2 separate regions of the Ovis aries genome follow, and region 2 is linked to region 1. A link is a contact called in public Hi-C data. All regions are on one chromosome and are shown on one strand. The core of a region is the stretch at or near the end of the contact, and the rest is flanking DNA. Distances in the headings are between cores, read along the strand shown.

Region 1 (3,300 bases), core at 126-2,625:
AGGCGGAGGTCCTCATGAACAACACCTCAAGGCAAAGAACAGAGCTCCCACTAACATGCTGAAGGACGTTTAAATCGTAAAAAGAGATCTTGTCACCTCAACTGCTGATCAGTGAGACTGATCTTACAGAGTATGCTAAGATGGCCTGTGCCTAGAGCCCTCCTCTTACTCAGAGGCTTTGCTCAGAGACATGGAGACATCAGTGATTACACTCACTCAGGGGATTGACAGACTCAAGTCATCACTGCAAAGCCAGCATCAACCATAGGAGAACAGAACTCAGGCCCCATAACCTAAGTGTAAAATATATTATTGAAAGCTTGAAACACACCCTGGAGCACAATGGATGTATTTAGTACCAGATCTGCCTTCTGGGACTAAAACTTCCTCCAGGCTTTTGGCATCAAAATTGCCCTTTGCAATCAACTGAACAAACTAGCAGAGAACCACATTTGATTGGATCTACCATTATACCAGCCCCTCAACCCCAGCCTGATTTCACTTAAAAATCATTACTACAGTGCCTACAAGAAATAAAGCGTACATCCTAGGTTGTTAAAGGGTTAACAGTAGCAAGAACTACATCTAGGCTCATCTCTCTACAATATTTAGTGGCCAACTCACCTTCAGACACAGCGTTGGCATTTTCCAAGGCAACTTGGGACGAGGAAAAGGGACAAAAGGCCACAAGACGAACGATGTTGTGGAATTTGCCAAGGTTCAGCACGCACTCCTCCACCTGGGGGGAGAAAGGTGATATTCTTCCCTCCCTCTTGCCTCTAGGGGGCAGTAAAGCAGCAGCAGCTCTTGGACCTGAAAGCACTCTTAGGACCAACCGAACACTAAAAATGGACAGATCATGGGTCCCAAATCCCGGTTCCGCTTCATTGGTATGGGGTGGAATCTGGGAAGCTTACTTTTTAATGCTTCTAACGCAATTCTAATCACGAATGCAAGTAAGGACCACCTACTTTGGAACTGTCAGGCCCAGCGCACCTCCCAACGCGCGGCCGGCCACGTGGGAGCACGCGGTGCATGCTGGGGCCCGCGCGGCCCGAGGGGCTGCGGAGCCGCTGGCTAGCCCACCATGTCCACCCACCTGCGGCAGCAGAAGGCTGATCTCCTCCACCTCCTTCAGCGCCAGAAGCGCGTAGCCGACCGCGTGCTCGAAAAGCACGTGCAGCAGCACCTGAAAAGGGAGCCGGGACACCAGAGTAAGCGCTTATCTCACGTTTGCCCAGCCCCGTCCCCGGGGAAGGCCCTGGTCCCGGCCCACGCTCCAGCCCAAACCCAGGCCTAAACCACGGCCTCCACCTCGCCCGCAACCTACAACCACTCCTCACCATGGCGCTCGCTCCTAGTCCGGCTCGCACTGTGGCGAGCGCGCTCTGGCGCGCGGAACCGGGCTCCAGAGGCCACGCCCCCGCCTCGTCGGCCAATCGGAGGCCGGGGACGGTACCATCCCTTTCCTCGGGAGGGGTCGCCCGGGGTGGTACGGCCCGCAGGCGGGGACAGGGGCGCGAGCGCCTGCAAGTCGGCCTTTTCCGGTCTCGGCTGCGGCGTGGTTGCTTGGTACGCGCCGGCCGGAACGGACCCTGCAGGCTGCAAAACGGTTTGGAAAGGCGCGCTTTTCTGGTTCATTCACTCTTGTTTTCATCCTGTAAATTACAGGCAGCAGAGCTTGGTGGGATCCGGGCTGGAGGCCCCCGCACTGATCGCGGCCACACTTCAGAGCAGAAACTGTTGCGGAGCCCAGTCTCCGCAGCGCTAGGCATCTCAGGACCTAGGCCCCGCCCCACGTCCCCAGGATACCAGGACCCGCTGCGTCCCCACCCAGCAATAGGGGTCTACCCTCTGCCGGGCCAGGGTTCTGCGCTGGCTTTCCTCATCACTGGGGCGGAAGCTGGGCCTGAGGCGCTGGCGCGGACTTTGAAGTCGTGATTCCCATTGCTGACTTGGTGCTTTTCAGTTTTATTTTTAAAAATAAAGGCTTCAGGCGCTGAAGTAGGAAAGAAAGATGATTCCCATCTTTTTCCGGTTCGGTTTATTGTTCCCTGCTTCGGCAGAACCTTCCTTCTGCGGGGCCAAGTGTCACTCGCCCTGGTGCACTGCCCAACTTAGTACCCTGTTAGTTCCAAGTGAACGGGAGCTGCTGTCGTGTCCTCTGGGCAGCTTTAAGGCACTCAGGAGACTGTTTTGAAATTATTGATACTTTTGCTTTAATAATGTCTGAGTTACAAGTCCAAAACCTGGTTACCCCAAAATGGTATATGTTGGTAAATTAAAAATAAATCATCTTAAGGGGGTTTTTACAACTTAAAATTCCCACAACTAGCGTGCATTTATAAATTCAAGGTATTTTCTAAAGCAGTTCAGTTATTTGACAAGATTCAAGTACTGAGCTCTTAAAATCTAGTAGATTAAATTTTAATCATAAATCTTAATATCATAGTCTTAATATTGCTTACATGTGTGCTTACATTTTGTTGCCTGTATCCACTTACAATCGTGAGTTCAGACTCCATCTCATGTTTTTAAAATGGAATTGGATCAGTTACTCCATCTCATGTTTTAAAATGGAATTGCAAAATTAATCTGTTACATGAGAATGTTAAAGCATTATAAATGCCACATTAAATAGAAGTTTCCAAAATATATTGGAACATATTAATGCTATGACTGATTTACTTGATTACTTCTATACTTAATCCTAAATATTCCTGGGTTACAGGTGCTTGTCTACTAAAGTAGGGAATTTCAGAGGAGGAGAGGTTGGAATCTATTAATCGGTTTGCAGAATTAATTTAGACAGTCTTGGCCAGCATTAAAAAAGTAGGATGAAAAAATAAGGAAATACTAGTCCATCACATAGAGTAAGGAGTATTGATTTGTAAACTTTTTGTTTTAAACAAATATATATATATACCATATATATGTTATGTATATGCACATTTCTGTGGATTATGTACCAAAAGCCTGAGAGTCACTGAGCTGAAAGTTTACCTCATGGCTTTAGATAGATTTGAGTCCTCTGGTTATAAAGGAACTGTGTTAAAGCAGTTTGCTAACTTAGAGGGGTAGCTGAAGAAAAGTACACTTCAACTAGTGAGGTAGAAAAGCTTATAATTAGATAAGTGAAAGTGAAGTAGCTCAGTCTGCCGACTCTGCAAACCGTGGACTGTAGCCCACCAGGCTCGTCCGTCCATGGGATTCTCCAGGCAAGAATACTGGAGTGGGTTGCCATTTTCTTCTCCAGGGGATCTTCCCGACCCAGGTATCAAACCCAGGTCTCCCACATTG
Region 2 (3,319 bases), core at 205-2,704, 140 kb after region 1:
CTTTCTCAAGTGTTTACTAAGCATAGTAGAAAAGCTTTTGTATACACAAATATATACATAAATAGTATGTATAATATAATATATACATATTTTATAAAACTTGTGAATTTTTGCCTAAATAAAATATTTGACATTTTGATTCCACTTGTTTAACTTAGCCTTAATAGAATTCTAGACTTCTAATTTATATTCACTTAAAATTCTGAAATACTTCCATGTATTTTGGCATCTAGAAAAAAAGTCTTAAAAGTTTATTATCTTAGTGATAAAAAAAATTTGAATTAGGCTTGACACTTCTAATTCAATTCTGAATATATAAAGAAATATGCTGCAAAAAAAACAAGAAAATTAGCGTGTAATATAGTATTACTAACTAAAGTATAGATTTTGTCCAAATCTCAAAAATACAAAAAAAATTATGGAAATTCAAAATATAAAAAAATTAAAACATTAATTTTCTTTTTTGTGTCTTTACCTGAATGGTCATATTTTCTGTAATGCATTGGAAATACATTTTGTGTGTGTGTGTTAGGACATTTTAGTAAAGGTTATCATTGAAAAAAAAGTCATGGGACTGGATGGGAGTGACTGATAAATTCATTCATTCAAATATTTATTAAGCCCTTGTTATGTGCTAAGCAGTGTTCTAGGCACTACAGCAATGAACAATGGACAAAGAAAAATTCATATCCTTTGAACTCACATTCTAATGCGGAGGGATAATAACACACATACAGTATGTTAGCAATCAGTGTTAAGGAGAAAGGTGTTAATAAAACAGGGATGGGTGGGAAGGTTTCAGTTTTAGAAAAGGACGGCCAGGAAAGCCCTCAGTGGGAAAACGTTACTTGAACTTAATTCATGAAGGTGAGGCTGTCAGCCGTGCACATACATGGACGACTAGCATTCTAGGCAGAGGCAACAGCAAAGGTGCTGTGCAGAAGCAGGTCGAGTAAGTTCACGGAAAAGCAGGGACTGTGGCTGTAGACAAGAGATGAAAGTGAAAGTCGCTCAGTGGTGTCTGACTCTGCGACCCCATGGGCTGATACAGTCCATGGAATTCTCCAGGCCAGAATATCGGAGTCAGTAGCCCATCCCTTCTCCAGGGGATCTTCCCGACCCAGGAATCAAACAGGGGTCTCCTGCATTACAGGCAGATTCTTTACCAGCTGAACTACCACGAAAGTCCTGTAGACAAGAGAGCCGGGATAAAGTGCTGGGAGATGAGGACCGAAAGTTAACGGGCTGGGACGCGGGGGAATGGGTGGTGAAGGTGAAAAGGAGCAGCTCTAAGTACCGACTGAAGCCGGGAAGCAGTCCAACAAAGAGGATCCGAAGATAGCACCGCCCAAAGTTCCGCCCTGCCCTAAGCTCATAACTCAGCGCCTCGGCCGGAACTCAAGGCCCAACTCCGGGACCGGAAGCAGCTTGCTACCCGACCCCATTTTCCCTGCGGTTACATTTCCGGTAGCGGCGGCGGGAAGCGAGTTACTCGCGGGCTTCTAGGCCTCCACGAAGACGAATCCGGCGGGAATCTGAGCCATCAGAACCGCCACCATGGTGAGGAGGCGCAGACCAGCAGCACGGGAGCTCCTGAGCCTCTTGTGGGGTGGGGATCGCGATTAACCAGGAAGGAGGTCATGGGTTGGCCGCTCAGGGGGTGAAGGCCCGGGCCGCGGCGCCTCCGTCTGCGTAGGAAAGACTCACACCGTCGTCCCTCGGTGGACTGGGCGAGGGGGTCCGGGGTGGGGGGTGGGGTAGAAGGCTGGAAATAAGGGACCGAGGCCAGAAGTCGCTTGGTACGCGCGAGGTTAGGGCTGGGTCTCTCCAAGCCGCTGTGGGATCCCACAGGCGCTGAGTAAACTTTGCGGCATGTATGTGTGTAGGGGGCTTCTGAGCAAGCACTAGCGCCGTAGAAGGACTGAGTAAGACCGAGTGAGAGGCTCAGACTTGTGAAGGGTGAGGGTCCGAGGAGTTGCGGAAAGACGTGGAAGGACTTGTGGCCGGAAACAGTGTTGATTCTGGTAGATGGGGAGGAGGGAACGGAGGATGAGTGAGGGAGGAAAAGTTTAACTCTTTTGTTCAGCATTTATGCTTGAGTACGCCTGACTTTTCAGGCCCTGGGGCTACACAATGAAGTGTTTCCTTTCTTCACTGCGTTCACTCTTATTTGGAGACACGGGTAACATAATTCGGAGTGGTAATTCAGCGTTAAGTAAAAGTAACGGCGGGGAGCGAGATAAGAATGTTTTCTAGACTCGGTGATCCCTGTCAGAGTCCTAAGACTCGGGCGAAAATGGGAAAGAATGGTATAGATCCGAAGGACTGCAAGAACAAAGCGTGAAGGGTAGCATTGTTGAAGATTCTTAGAGGGGAAAGGGAAGAATGTTGGTGGGAGGAAATGGCGGGAATCTGGTTATTAAAGGCTTTACATGCTATTTAATTTTGTTAGTGGTAAGGGATGCCATTGAAGGATTTTTAACAAGCAAAAGGACACGTACTTATTTGTGTTCAGAAAGATAACTGTTAGGTAGCTGTTATATATCGGGTGAACCGGAAGCAGGGTGTAGTTTAGAGAGTTGGTTAGAAAAGTAGGCACTGGATTCAGGCTCACTAGCTTTCAGCACAGCTTGACCTCTTACAGCCATGTGACCTCATCTGTAAAGTCTGATTTTAAGGATTAAATGAGATAAGTAGTGCTTGTGGCAGTGCCTGCCAGTCAGCGCCCAGTGCGAATTAGCTGTAGAAGACAAATGGAGCTGTAAATGTTACTGTAAAGGTTCAGACACGAGTGGTTAGAAGCTGTGGTTACAGTTTGGTTAAAATGGTCATGTAAAAGAAACTGCACCGCATAACTTGAGTCTCCAGGGTAACAGGAGTCAAGATTCTGATCCATGCATTTGTACGTTCAGAAAACCTGTGTTTGTTCAACCTCACAGAGATGAATAGCAACCACAGTGCCTGGTACCTCAAAGGCTCTTGGATGAGTTAAGACTGGTCAAACTAATGGGAGGCTGATATAACAAATGTTTATTCATAGAGATGTAACTGCCAAGGGCACTTGACAGTCCTCTTGTGAGGTCTGTATACTCTATTTTAGCACAACTACATTTGAAGCCAGGCTGTGAAGGAGAAAAGGTTGTTGGGTTAAGGAGTATAGCAGCTTGTATATTCTCATTATGTGTTCAAACTCATTAGCACTCTGGTTACTAGGAAGTTTTGACGTTGCTGAATATAGTCTTGGAGGCACACTAACAAATCACTGATTCGGTGGTTCCATTCTCCTCTTCTAAGCTGTTCATCTCCTTTCTGATAACAG

Evidence for each region. Hi-C and Micro-C count contacts between places; a contact is called where the count stands out from the background.
Region 2: a contact with region 1 is called in a Hi-C map of hypothalamus, with 2.5 times the contacts expected there. The contact joins the promoter of SNRPB here to the promoter of NOP56 in region 1. A contact is called at or near these places in 7 of 16 Hi-C or Micro-C datasets (blood, hypothalamus, liver and 3 more).

What each region holds. Positions count from the first base shown.
Region 1 is chr13:52,251,410-52,254,709 of ARS-UI_Ramb_v3.0, forward strand. NOP56 (NOP56 ribonucleoprotein) reads right to left here and starts at 1,376. Exons shown (of 12, transcript XM_004014385.5): 1 at 1,344-1,376; 2 at 1,100-1,189; 3 at 625-739; 4 at 1-25. The coding sequence starts at 1,346. LOC114117669 (small nucleolar RNA SNORD110) reads right to left here and starts at 250; the gene lies at 179-250.
Region 2 is chr13:52,392,178-52,395,496 of ARS-UI_Ramb_v3.0, forward strand. It overlaps SNRPB (small nuclear ribonucleoprotein polypeptides B and B1), which reads left to right and starts at 1,455. Exons shown (of 7, transcript XM_015099749.3): 1 at 1,455-1,560. The coding sequence starts at 1,558.